Linked DNA regions of Mus musculus: region 1 is linked to region 2. The links are chromatin contacts, called in public HiCAR-type maps. All regions are on one chromosome and are shown on one strand. The core of a region is the stretch at or near the end of the contact, and the rest is flanking DNA. Distances in the headings are between cores, read along the strand shown. Region 1 holds the start of Scml2 (Scm polycomb group protein like 2). Region 2 holds the start of Adgrg2 (adhesion G protein-coupled receptor G2).

Evidence for each region. HiCAR-type assays count read pairs that join an accessible place to other places.
Region 1: a HiCAR-type map of astrocytes shows a contact between it and region 2, with 4 times the contacts expected there. The contact joins the promoter of Scml2 here to the promoter of Adgrg2 in region 2. A contact is called at or near these places in 1 of 39 promoter capture datasets (hippocampal neurons) and 1 of 115 datasets of contacts at active chromatin or transcription factors (astrocytes).

Annotation. Positions count from the first base shown.
Region 1 is chrX:161,160,453-161,167,074 of GRCm38.p6, forward strand. Scml2 (Scm polycomb group protein like 2) reads left to right here and starts at 2,298. Exons shown (of 26, transcript NM_001290651.1): 1 at 2,298-2,796.
Region 2 is chrX:160,386,341-160,393,986 of GRCm38.p6, forward strand. It overlaps Adgrg2 (adhesion G protein-coupled receptor G2), which reads left to right and starts at 4,350. Exons shown (of 28, transcript NM_178712.4): 1 at 4,350-4,409.

The DNA of each region.
Region 1 (6,622 bases), core at 1,048-3,547, 770 kb after region 2:
TGGAAAGATGGATGCATGCATTGTATTCTTACTTGACTTTATCCACTAATCATTTCTTCAGGTAATACAGACAAAAGAGATGCATGCTTTTGATCCTAGCACTTAGGCAGAGGCAGGCAGATTTCTGAGTTTGAGGCCAGCCTGGTCTACAAAGTGAGTTCCAGGACAGCCAGGGCTATACAGAGAAACCCTGTCTCGAAAAACAAACAAAAAAACAAAAACAAACAAAAAAAGAGAGACAAAAGAGTGCTAAACCTTAGGTTCAGCCTAGGCCTAACCCTGATTTTTCTTCTGCAGTGGCCTTTGACATCATAGGCTTAATGAGAATTAGGCACAGAGACCAGGTGGGAGCAATAGAAGTTTCTGGATCTTGTTGCTGAAATTTTAGTTATATTTGTGTGTGTGTGTGTGTGTGTGTTTGGTACCAGTGTTTGAACCTAGAGTCTCCTACATGGTAAGCAAATGCTCTACTACTGAACTAACTTTCAACCCAATTAAATTTAATATTAAATATCCACATGTTGCTAGTTCTATTAGAATAGAAGCCACATTTAGATCTCATGGCACGATACAGTGTTGAGGGAAAAATATTATAGAATCATTTCAGGCTCATGATGGTAGTTTTTCAGTTCTTCAGTTTCAAAATCGGCATCCTCATGTCGTAAAGACTCTGTGTTCTCCCTGGAAGTCTCAATGGTATATTGTCTTTATAGTATGAGTTACAGGAAAGAAAATTTTATATCTCCTTATAAGGGTGAGTATGCTACTGTGCTCTTCTGAAACTCAGATGACAACTCTTAGGTTATCTGTTAATCTGTTTATATTTGTATTTATTAAGTTTATCAAGTTTTTGTGTTTATCTGTTTATTTGTATTTATCAAGTGATTTTCAAATTGTGAAGCAAATCACCAGTAGTAAGTTCACCATGTTTAGATCTTTCTTGAACTAGGTACATTACAGAAATCAAGAATATGTGAGTTTGCATGTAGAAATAGGCACTGTATGTCCCAAGTTAGCAGCTAACTTACACCAAGAGAATACTGTATTATTTTCAGGGAGAGAGTTTCCTAATTAGTAGGAAGAGAGAAAGAATTTAATATCACATCATTCTGGAGATCTCTAGGTGTTAGGCCTGTTCAGTTTCAAAAGAATGGATATATGGGACTACATTCTATTTTACTGTCTTAGGCACTACTGGCCTCTTAGGGAGACAAAAAAGCTCTCCCTTTTTCTCCTAAAACTATCTTCTAGCAATGCCTATTATATACAATGCTAACATTCTTGAAGGAGTGGCATTTATTTCTTACTGTAAAAGTTGCATATGAAAATTATTTTACATTGGAGGAAATGCATATACTCTTTGTTGCTGTGGATATATGCTTTTAGTTTAGTCCATTATACATTAAGGTAAAAGATAGAAAACCTACACTCAGTTTTGGATAGAGGTATAGAGAGGAGACTTAACTTTTACTTTTGGCTAACATAGCATATTGTGTATTTTTCAAGCAAAACTTTGAAATTGGTTTCTTAACTCTGAACTAGAGGTGAATATTTTCTGTGGCATTTTGTGTGATGTATTTTGTGCAGCTGGATGCTATATTTTAAGGAATTTTTTCTTCCTCTCTTCCGAGTGATCTCCACTCATGCTATAGGTTTCTCTGAGGTGAGAAAGCACGTGCAGTTCAACACAAGTTGAACTATGTATTCAACCCTTCTGGGATCCATCAAATGTGAGCAAACGGGATTTGTCACTAGGCTAATCTCATGTCTTTAAGATTAAGCATAAATTAAGAACAATAGAATCCAGAAAGTGGGACTGGCAGGGCATTGGTGCCTAAAACCCATGGTGAAGAGGATTTAAGCTGAAGGAGCTGGAAGGCACAGCTCCAGTTCCATAGTAGGAGCTGAGTTTTCCTTGCTCCTTTGACTTGGTTTCTTGTGGAACTATTTATTTTTTTTGGGGGGGGGGTAAGTGGCCAAAATAGGAGTTAGCCAGGGATCTAAAAGTCTAATGGCAGTGAGTACCCAGCATGGAACTTGATGCTAGACCCCAGGGGTCTTGGGTACTTAGCCTGTTGCTAGGATTTCTGATCCTGAAGTATAAGGGAAAACTGCCAAAGGCTTTTTAGCATCACCACTTCTCCACGATGGCCACTGCTCAAACTCGTTCATGCAGGTTGCTGGGTCCTGGGCTCAAGCTCCACCCGCGGCAGCAGTCTTAGGGCGTGTTTGCAGCAACCACGGGCACACAGCCTGCTGTGGGAGGGTGGAGTGGCTGTGTCGGTTGTGGGGCATGCGCGGCTCTGCGCGCGGCTTCTCAAAAATGGCGGCTGCAATGTGAAGTCTGGTGCCTGCTCCCTGAGCTAGCATGACAGAAGTGCTTTTGCTCGGGCGGAGAAGACCCGAGGTGCTTGGTGGCCCTGGTCCCCCTTGGGAAGTGGAGATGGAGTCCTGATGTTGGAGTCCTGATGGCTGTCTGCAGGGCAGGGGAGCCTTAGGGGCAAGTCCTGCGCTGGGAACGCCCCCTTACTGCCGCGCCAGCGTCCCGCCTCAGTTTGTCCCAACACTCCTGCCTCACACCCCTGGAAGCTTTACCCCAGATGCCAAGGCTGCTGTGTCTAAATTAGTGTTCTCTGTGGGCCATCTCCGCTGCTAGCACTCGCTGCTGACCTTCACACTTATTCGGACCCTCTTCACTGGCTCATCTTGCTAGAGGTATTCGGCCCCTGGCCCAGCTCCCCTCAACAGGCCCCCTCCCCAGGAGCACCGACAGCGCCCTCTGCAATTCTCCCCAGGGTAGGTGGGGCCAGGCTGCAGCCTGGGGGCTTTGTGGGAGATTGGTAGGGCTAAGGGTCAGGAATGACTTTGAATGGTTTGGGCTGAGACAAGCACTTGGGAAGTAACTTGGATTTTGGTAGGGAATATCAATCTAGAAAAATGTGCCTGTGGCCTGGAGCCCCTTGTGGGTCTGATGCCAGGTATGTGTTTTGGGGATCCTGACACGTTTAGCCCTCCAGAGGGGATGACTCCTTCATAAAGCTGGACAGGAAGGCTAGGACTAATTTCCCCTGAGAGCCTTCAGGCAAGGAGATGTATTAAAGGAGATGATGGTCAGCAATCATGTAAAACTTGAATGTAGTGACCATTTGCTTCGAAACAGCTCTGTAAAGGTTCTTCTTCTTTATTGACTTTTTTTTTTTTTAAACCTGAATGGTACTTGTACTTCAAGAGTCAGAGAAAAAGATATTAGAATTTTATCGACTGTATTTTTAAGGGGGGAGGGGAGTGCCTTGAGCTATATATGTGGCTTCAAAAGCTTACTAGTAATCACCCATTTCTCCCTTCCCCACTTGTCCTGCCATGTATGTATGTGGGCAGCTCACATTTACTTACAGATTTCTATCTGAGGGTATTGATGTTTTAAAAAAGGTTGTTAAACACTTGTCATTCATCACAAAGTATGGTTATAATTTGAAATCTGATTCTGTTTTTGAAGAATGAGAATATTAAGCTTTATGACTTGCCATTAGTATGACTTTAGGATGCCATTAGTATGACTTTAGGATGCCTTTTAAAAATTGGTTGCTAAGGGGAAACCAAGGCAGGGGAGATAGCTTATGATGCATGATTTTCAACTATTGGAGATGCTTGTTTCCTTAGAGAGCATCAGTTGTTGCAATTTAAATTTTTCCAGGGACAGTATTATTTTCAATTTGAGGGAAGAATATTGTAAGATGTACTTGTGTATAAGCAGTTGTTTTATAGTGTTATTTCATTGGCATAACCTTGATTTTTTTTTCTAATTGTTTGGAAATGTTCTTTATTCCAAATGTAATGACAATTTTATCTTTTTTGCCCCCCCTTACCATTAAATAACCTATTTGTAATGATGGGTATTATTCTAATCTGTTTGTGGCTTTCTGTATTTAATGGGAGGAATGTTAAAATGAGCTCTTGAAAGTAAATCTAAGATTTTGAGAAGACAGTGAGTTTATCCATCATCTTTAGAATAGTTTGAAACTTATAAAGAACTTAGTCAAACCATTTAAATAGCTTTGAAAATTTTGAATACCATGTATGTCCTCCAAGCAGAGGTAAGTTCCTTATGAGCCTGTTCACCCCAGAAGTCCTGCTCTGCTTTAGAATTGTAATTTGGTGAGGGGGATGTTGATAATGTTACTGGTATTGCACTATCTATAAAGGATGTTTTAAAACTGATAAACAGAGTTGCTCCTTAAGCATCTTATTTGTCATGATTTGGTCAGGTATTTTGTCAGCCTTTTAGATTTATGGCTCAGTTAAGGTATTTATTAACCACCAGTGTGCATTTATTTTCTAGAATTCACCAAGTTCAAAATATATTTATTCAAAGTCCATTATGCATTTTAGTTTCTGGTGTTTAAGGAAACCAACCCACCAGCATCTTATCCTTGTATATTTCAAGGTTGCTAAGAACATCATAATTGATAGAGAACAAGCATTTCTTTGACTAATGGTCAAACTCAGTTACTTTTGCCACTGTTCTTTACATTCTGCTTGTAATCAAAACATATTTCTGACTTCTGTGATTTTTGTGCACTTTGTTAGGATTATATGAAGGTATATATTTTATGAGTTTATTTTCTGATTAGGCCTGTGGAAGACAGATATTTTGCAAGTGTTAGTTGAAATCAGTGTGCCCATTGGAAATTGGATATTTTTAATGCTAAGGAATTGCATATTTATTAGTAAGAAACTTAGGTTATAGCTAGACTTGCAAAGTACTTTACCTATTTCAAAATATATCTTAAATATCTCTAAAGCCAAAATAATGATTGTGATTTCAGCTACAGGCTAGAATTGACTCTCGTTTTCTTTTGAGTTTGTTCCTTTTTAGCTGCCTGCCTGTTTCTCCCAGATGCTTCCTATCACCCCTTTTCCTGCCCCTGTTCTCTTCTGTAGGTGTCTATTTCCACATCAGTGAAATGGTCGGATAACCCTGGGTTGTCTCACTAAGAAATAATTGACGATGGTAAAGTGCCTTGAAAAAGGCTGAGTAAATACTAGGTCTTTTGGATAAAAATGTTTTATTGTAAGTTAGCTTCAGAGACAAATTTTTAGTTTGAATTCTTGGGAGTGGGGTATTTTACTTGAGATTTTTATTGCCCCTGTCTTTGGGTTAAAGGCAATACTGGGGTAGATTCAAGAGGATTCTCTGTTTGAATTACTAGTCACCTAAGAAAATTAAAATCATTATTAATATCATAGAAGTTAGTACATGAGATCTTCAGATTTGAAGTGATTGTAGACACAGAACACCTAGAAATCAGAGAACAGATGATGGTAATTGTAAAGGTTTACCTGTTTTAGAAAGTCTGATATTTTTAGCATTTTATCTTAAGGGAAATAGAACGCAAGTTTGATTCATCTTAAGTCCAAACTGCTATAATTTATTCATTTAATTTTATAAATATAGACATTGTCTCAGTCAGGGTTTCTATTCCTGCACAAACATCATGACCAAGAAGCAAGTTGGGGAGGAAAGGGTTTATTCGGCTTACACTTCCATACTGCTGTTCATCACCAAGGAAGTCAGGACTGGAACTCAAGCAGGTCAGAAAGCAGGAGCTGATGCAGAGGCCATGGAGGGATGTTCTTTACTGGCTTGCCTCCCCTGGCTTGCTCAGCCTGCTCTCTTATAGAACCAAGACTACCAGCCCAGAGATGGTCCCACCCACAAGGGGCCTTTCCCCCTTGATCACTAATAGAAAAAATGCCTTACAGTTATATCACATGGAGGCATTTCCTCAAATGAAGCTCCTTTCTCTTTGATAACTCCAGCTTTTGTCAAGTTGACACAAAACTAGCCAGTAAAGACATAAAATAGCTTAAGTAGCTACACTTAATAGCTTGGGTTTTTGTTACTTGAGGTATAGAAATGCCTTTACCTGTATTTCATTTGCAAAAAATCTAACACAGTTGAATAGTTTTTTTTTTTAAAGCAGGATAACTTGAACAAATTTGAGAAACTATGTAAGATTTAAAATGAAATGTTTGGTTTTCATGAGTAAGACATTTATGATTATTTTGCCTTTGTTATCTGGTATAAGTAAACTTTGGTAGCCATAGAAATAATAGCAACAGTGTTTATGTTATAATTTCTATTAAACATAATGTCCCTAAAGCTTTATCCTATTTTTGTTTTGAGGCATGTGTTAGGAAGTTTTTAACAAGAAATGAGCATAACTTTGCACTTAGGTGAGAAATTGAAGAGTTTTCGGTACATATGGCCGCTGACTATGATGAGTCTTTCTAGACTAGATGAATTCTTTATTTTGAAGAGTTAAATGATAGAGTCAACTTGTTTGATTTTTGTGTAAGTAAGGAGTTGGGAAAAATTTGAAGATAAAGACCCCTCAGCTCCCCTACTTGTGACTTGTGTTTATGGCTGTGGTTCTGCCACTTTCTATGTTTATAGGACCAAATTGTTCGGACCAGAAAGACAGTGCTCACCTTTTGTAGCAATGTGCCATTGTAAACTTACAAAGAGACAGATACTCTGCAATTCTATGATATACTTGAGAATATGTTCTTTTCTTAGGAAAAGACTTCTGTGTATTGGGTCTTGCCTTCAGAATACATA
Region 2 (7,646 bases), core at 3,100-5,599:
TGTTATTGTGTGTATCTATGTATTGTATTATGTATATATATATATATGTATGTATGTATATTATATGTGTGTGTATTTCATTTTTCATTAAACTGCCTTTGTAATTTTCATTGAACAGAATGACAGCATGCCCAACTGCCTTCATTCAGTGATTTTTCTTTTTAACAAAAGAAGGCCTTCTTGCCTCTCAGGAGAATGCATGATTTATTTATCTTCTTCATTGTGCAATCAGCTCACCACCATTACAGCTAACACAATGTTCTAGAGAAAAATGTATATATATAAAACTTGTAAATCTGCATAATGGTTTGTATTCAGGGGTGATTGTTTGGCATTGGGCAACTAATTGGTGTCCTGTGTCCGATCCCTGGGGAAGGCCACCTCTCCCACTCCTAGCTTTCCTCAGCTGTCTATAAGGTTGAAGTCTCATGGCCATTTGGTTGGTTATTTTTTGAGACATGGTACTATATAGCCCAAACTGGCCTCCTAGTGGCTATGTAGATAATGAGGATCTTGAACTCATGATTTTTTTGCCTCACCTCCCAGGTTCTGAAATTATATGTGTGAGTGCACGCACATACATACACACACACACACACACACACACACACACACACACACCACTATCTATGTAAACCAGGTTGAACTGGAACTCACAACTCACAATCTTTCTTCTTTAACCACCCAAACAACAGAACTGCAGGTGTACACTGCTATACTCAGATAAAATAAATGATAAAATGAATGGATGGATGAAATCAGAAGAGACTTCTGAGTAGGGTTTTGTAATAAGATATCTATAAGGAAGATCTGAAGATGTGTTCATCTGACTGTGTGTACATGCCAATTTAGAGTCATCTTGGCTAGGGGTGTTTTCTTGTCTTATTTGTACAAGTACCCCATTTTTTATTTGTTTGTTTGTTTTGTTTTGATGTCTTTTACTTGTCATCTGGAGGTATTGGTAGAGACAAATCACCCAAACCAACCAACCCTTGGTACTACCACTGTAGTTCCAATTGCCTTCACTACTTCTTTTACATTTTATAAATGGGGAACTAAGGCACAGATAATTTAAGTGGAAATATCAATTACTTAATGGCCAAACTGGTAGACCACCACCAATTTCCTGATCCTGTATCAGGTAGTTTTGCTATGGTATTGTTCTCTTTCCTCTGCAGATGTTAAACACACAGGAGTCCAGGAGTCATGCTCTACTAATGGCAGTCTGAGCTCCATCACGGACTAGTCAAGGATGTTGGTTTTCACCTCCACATCTCACCATGAGTTACCCTGCAGATGTAGTGAATATTAAAGTACGTGAAAAATCTAAAAATTTTAGTTGCTCATTTTGACTGTTCATATTCTATATTGTTAGGCCACTCTCTTCACTTGTGCCTGACCCTCATGTTCCTGTGGCACTCTTCTGCTTTTGGGGAATAATGAATCTGTTTTAGAACATCATATGCCTTGTCTGTGCACTATTTGGCCACAGGTCAATTACATCTAAAGTTCTAAGGAGTACTGTAATGCTGCCCTCCTATGCCTCTTTTCTTGACCCAAATCACAGGGTCCTCCAGTGAGAGAATAAAAGGGTACCTACCCTCTTTCCTCACTTCTGCCATGTTTGTTAACTGTCCTGTGCCTGGTGATCAAACTCTGCCATCAGATCAAAGAATCTGTTGGGTAAAGGCCAACGTTACCCACTCTCTGGTTACTTTGGATAAATATTTAAGCATGAATTTTGACCACCTACAATTTTCCTTTATACCATCAGAAAGTACCGGGGTAGGAGGCAGGTAGTCAGAACTGCTTCCTGAGAAGGGCATAGCTCTTTGCCTCTGGCTGGAGGGGTCAGGCCCTAGCCACTTTCCTTTTCCTTAGGTGTTGTCATAGTTATGTTGCTCTATGAGTCAAGAAGAGAATGCAAGAGGCTGGAAGTGGATCAAAATATGAATTTTTAATTTTAGGGTAAGTACTGAGTCATGTTTGTTTTTGAGGCATATTTCCTTAAAGTTAAGTGTGTGTGTGTGTGTGTGTGTGTGTGTGTGTGTGTATGTGTGTGTGTGTTATAGCTAGTTGTTTAAAGGGAAAGCATGCTTATTCTGGTATCTTTCTTTTAACAATGTAAGCGATTTTGAATATAAAAACCCATATTTTATCTTTTTTTTTAAAAAAAGCGGAAGTGTAACCCGTATCTAGTAAGTGTTCATATCATAGGTGAGCAGTTCAATGAGTTTCATAAATGGAACAAGCAAATCAGTGTGAACAGTACCCAGGTCAAGATCAATAAATCCCTGTAGACAGCCAATTCTTTTTCTTGTCTGCTGAAAACTCCCCTCTAGCTCACTAGTGACCACTATCTTGACTCCTGACAGCACATATCAGTGGTGAGCAGAACCAAAATATATGGCTGTTTGACTTCCTTCACTTCCGTTCTTTATGAGTTCCACCCATGCCTTGCACAGCAGTGGTCCATACATTCTCATTGGCAGCCTGGTATCCTAGTTTGTGGTGATACCACCACCAGCACCACCACCAGCAACACCAGCACTACCACCACCACCACCACCACCACCACCACCACCACCACCACCACATTTCATTGAATTTTCAGTGGTAGGGATTGAATCTAGGCCCTCACACATACTATGCAAGTGCTAATATTAATACCACTAGGTGACATCTTCAGACTTCTTTTTACTTTTTCTTTGGAGGGGGCTCTCACTAAGTTGCCCAGACTGTCCTTGAACTCACTATGTAGCCCATACTGGCCTTGCCTTGAATTCACTATCCCTTGCCCTAGTTTCCAGGATATCTGGGGTTATACTACCAGGCTGACCCTCAGTTTGTTCTATGGCCAATGGGCATTTGGGCATGTTCTAAGTAACACAAATACTGTGCTGTGATATCCTTACTCATCTCTCTTGGTAAACATACAACTCATTTCTGTTGAGGCTGAATCTAAGGGGGAATTGCTTGTCATACAATAGTGGTACTCACTTTAGTACATCCTGACAGAGCTCTAAAGCGCTAAAAGCAATTTACATCCAACTAGCTTTGTATAAGAATTCTTGTGGCTCTATATGCTATGGAGTCTGTTTTATAATAAGACAAACACAACCATTTTAACCCTTTGGAATGACATGCAGTCTGTTTCTTAAATATACTCCCCACTTCCAGCCACAACTTCTGGCTTGTTATGTAACCTGGATGTGCTTCCTCTTCTCCACCAACTCTCCCTTAATCCATCCAGGCAAAAGTCTGTCTGAAAACACTGCCCATTCATTTCTCCAGCTAGACTGTTGTGAGTGTTAATAACTTGGTGTTTGTAAAACAAATACAACCCATCCTGCCAGGCAGAATGTATACCCTGAGCTTTGTTCAATGGGGCTGATGTAGCAGACTCAGTCACCCTACTCTTCAGATTTGCCCTTTATAAATAGCAGATCCCCAGGATTGTGAATTCAAATCAAAATCCAATTTTGGTCATAAAGAAAAAAAATGCTCTATTTCCCTGCACGTTATAAGAAATCAGAATTGTGCTTTCATATTGTAAAGCACTTTGCAACTATAGGCATTTCTTGACTGGAAAGAACCAGGAAGGAAATTCGGACAGCTTATATTTTCTCCTGGTCTCTACCTGAGAGTCAATACTGTGGAAACCTTATTCCAGAATTCTGTCTGTTAAATGGGCCTTTGAAAAGTTGTTTAAGTGATCTGAGTTTTACAGACCTAGCTTATAGTCTATGAAAGTGGAGATGCTGACCATGGGAATAGGAAGCCAAAGCAAGGTCTTATAGTGCCACACCGCCCCCAGTGTTCCCCCACCCCCACCCCCAAGCAGGCAGAGGAACGATGAGGACCCCTAGTTTTTTACTACCTAGTGAATTATATAGTTTCTTTCAGAAACCACTCAGCATGGTTCTTTACCAGGTATTTTACTCTGGTCCTCTGGGGGGAGGTCTGGTTTCTGCTTTCAGAAATATTCTGGCAAAGGGCGAGGGTTTTCACCTATCAGGAGCATGCGATGCTCAAAGTAGCCTGGGCCAGGCCTTTGGGGGATCAAGGCGACCCCTAAAGGTGAGCCACTGGGTGGAGGCTGGGTGGGGAATCGCGCCCTGCTAGCCGCCCAGCATCCTAGGGGTTCCCCACTGTCTAGGCTGAAGCTCTCCACGAGGCTGCTTCCCGGTGTCAGCGCCCCGCCCGCTCCCCACCTCCACGCCCAGCCCCGCCACACTGAGCGCTCGCCCCGCCACGCCGGGCAGCTGCAGAGCAGGCGGGCAAGTGGTCCGGGAGCGGCGGGGGCGGCGCCCAGCCCGCGGGAGGGAGGAGGAGGGACGCGGCCCGACAGAAAGGGGAAAAGGAGGGCCCGAGGACGCCAGCAGCCAACCGGTCACCGGGACCCGCAGGTGAGTGTGGCGCCGAGAAAGGGTATCTGAAACCCTAGGGGTCTTAAGACCTAAGCCGCTGAGCCAAGGACAGGCGACGGGCCCGGCGGGCTCGATGGCTGGGAGGGTGACTGGTGTGGCTCCCTGGGTTGGCGGTTCTGAGCTGGAGCTCTTGGGCCGTCTGGAAAGGCAGAGGCAAAGCTTGGAGCCCGGCGGATCCCGGGCTCCGTAAGTGGGAAAGTGCGTGCGGTGGGAAAGTAACCAAGTTATCCGTGAAAGGCAACCTGTAAATGGCAAAGTTCTAAATGATCTCAGACCCTCCTCCCCGTTCTGGGCAAAGGAACCAAGAGCTTTACTCTGGAGGGCGGTTTGCTAATGCGCGACTCCCTAGGACTCGGTTTACCTCCTGTGGCCAGTAAAATTGAAAGGTGTAGATGTGCCTTTGACCCACATGGGTCGAATGGGCACAGCACCCACATGCAGGGCCCAGAACAGGTGGCCCCCAGCGCAAGGAGGCATCCCAGACTGGCATCCCAGAACCAAGGAATGATAATCCTCTGAAAGGGGCAATCGGTCTTGAGATGTACGGTCTCCACCTGAGCTTGGGTTTCAAAATTCCGGAGCCCTGTACAAAGTGAGTGGAAGAAAGAGCTGACTCGCCTCATATGAGACACAGGAAGCATGACACTGAAGTCTCCCATGGTTGCTTCTACAAGAACACTTCTAGTCTGGCCTGGCACAGATGTATGAATCCCTTGGGGAGCTTGTTAAAATGAGGCTCTGATTCAGTAGGTCTGGGGTGGGACCCAAGAGTCTGCATTTCTGTCCAAGCTTTCAGATGGTACTGCTGCCTCATGGACCACACTGCTCCGCTCTACAGAACTGCTTCTTGTCCAACCGGCTGAAAAGCTTAAGAAAAAATGGAAGGTCAGGAGACAAGACGAAACTCTGAAGACTTCCCAACCTCATCTCTAACCCAGACACACAACACTCACGCTGAAACAGATTAACCAGTTGCTACTTGTTTAATAGTGAAATATTTTTGCTTTTCTTATCAACTTTCCAAACACAAAAGGCTCTGATAACAAAGCCAGCTGCCTTCACCGGCTTGCTACCTGCATGCACTTGGTGTAATGCTGTGATAACTCTTCCTATTTTTTTAAAGAAAAGGATCTGGTTTTGTTTTGTTCTGGGCTCCACAAATTATCTAGTCGATCCTGTCTTGTATCAGAACTGTGTCTGATCTGCTTAGGCTTCGGCTTGGTGAGGATGGTGGATAAAGGATTAGGATAGCTTCTACAGTTTTTCTCATAATTCTGAAGTTCTTGGCTATCTTAAGCTTATGGAACCCTAGTCATGCATGGTATGACAGAATTTGTTGCTTTTGCTATTAATATTAATGATTAATGCTGCATTAAGAGCATCATTATTCTTGCTTTCGGCAAGATGGCCATTTTGACTATATTAACCGTGCCAATCCGTGAGCATGGGAATCTTTCTATCTTCTGAGATCTTCTTCAATTTCTTTCTTCAGGGACTTGAAGTTCTTGAGCATCATTATTTTAAAAGAAGCTTAATTATGACTGAGCATGGTGGTGCCCATCTATTACCCCAGCTCTGGGAAAGTTGAGGCCGGAGGATCAGGATTTTAAGGTCTTCTTTGGCTATGTAGTGTATATAAGGCCAGCTTTGGTTACATGAGACCCTATCTCAAAAGCGACAATAACAACAACAACAACAAAACATTTTAAAAGAGTTTGTTAATACATGATACATTTAAGTTTGGTGTCAAAAGAATCCGTAAGCCAACTGAAAAGGTGTGTACTATTTCCAAATTACTTGCAGGGTCTTTAGTGGCTTATAAGATTTTGCTTAGGTGAGATCTAGAATGACCTGGACTTTACTCTCTTTGGCTGCTCGTATGGGTCAAATGCAAAGCTGGAGGATAAAAAGCAGCCAAATTTTGTAGCTATTCAGGGATATTGTTTTCCATGCCTCAGCACCATGCCAGCCCTGATCAGATTCCCACATCCCTGCAAGGTGACTTTCATTAAATGGGAGATAAAGCATGTCTAGCTACTGTAACGCACTGATGAAATGCAGGGTCAGCATCAGTGTTGTGTGTGGGAATCATTCTTGCTCTAACCTTTGCAGATTACAGGTGTGTGCATTTTTCTACAGAAAAAAAATGTCAGAAATACAGAAAAGGGGAAAAATGCCACTCTAATCATGGATATGGGTCTGCTCAGCAAAGAGAGAAAAAGACTGAGAAATGGAATTTCATTGGTGGGTTTGGCCAGGAAATCCACTGTTTTTGGTACCATGAGGCAGTTTCCAGAAATGGCAAAGTAAGTTTGCTCAGGTGTTATGGAAAGCCAGCAAAAGAAGTTGATTTTCCATGGCTGAGGCTGTCATTCTAGGGACTCCAAGGGATGAGGGATGTCACGACATGTGTCTGACTCCAGTAAAAGCCTGGGAAAGGCGCCTATATCAAGAGCAAGTGTTCTTTTAAAATGTTTATGGTTTCAAAACCACATAGATGTTTTATCTTTGCGGAACTTACTCCAGGGGCCTGGTGGGAGGTGGTGGAGATGAAACATTTTGGGAAAATAATCAGAAAATAAAGCCTCTAAAATATTCTGGTGAACACTTCTATTTTATAAATCCATTTCATTCTTGAGTCTATTTTGTGTTTTTTTAATTGAAGCATAATTTATTTACAAAATCACCCTTTTTAAATGTGATATTTAAAAAAAAAGATTTATTTTCTTATCATACGTAAGTACACTGTAGCTGACTTCAGACGGACCAGAAGAGAACATCAGATCTCATTAAGGGTGGTTGTGAGCCACCATGTGGTTGCTGGAATTTGAACTCAGAACCTTCGGAAGAGCAGTCAGTGCTCTTACCGGCTGAGCCATCTCTATAGCCCCTAATGTAACTACCACCATATCAAAATATAGAACTTCACCACCTCTAAAACTTCTCTATTGATTCTGTGTATTCAACATCTCCCTCCACTCTCAGTCTCTATAATTTTGTGTTTTCCAGTCTGGCCCATGGATGAAATCATGTGCTAGATAGCATTTTGGTCTAGTTTCTACTACCTAAGATAATACCTCTGAGATCTTATCTCTGTTGGTTAATATTCCCATTATTCTTTTTATTTCTGAGTGGTATTCCATACTTTATCCACTCATCAGCTCTTGGTGGTTATGAGTAAACCAATATAATTATCCACAGATAGCATGTTGCACA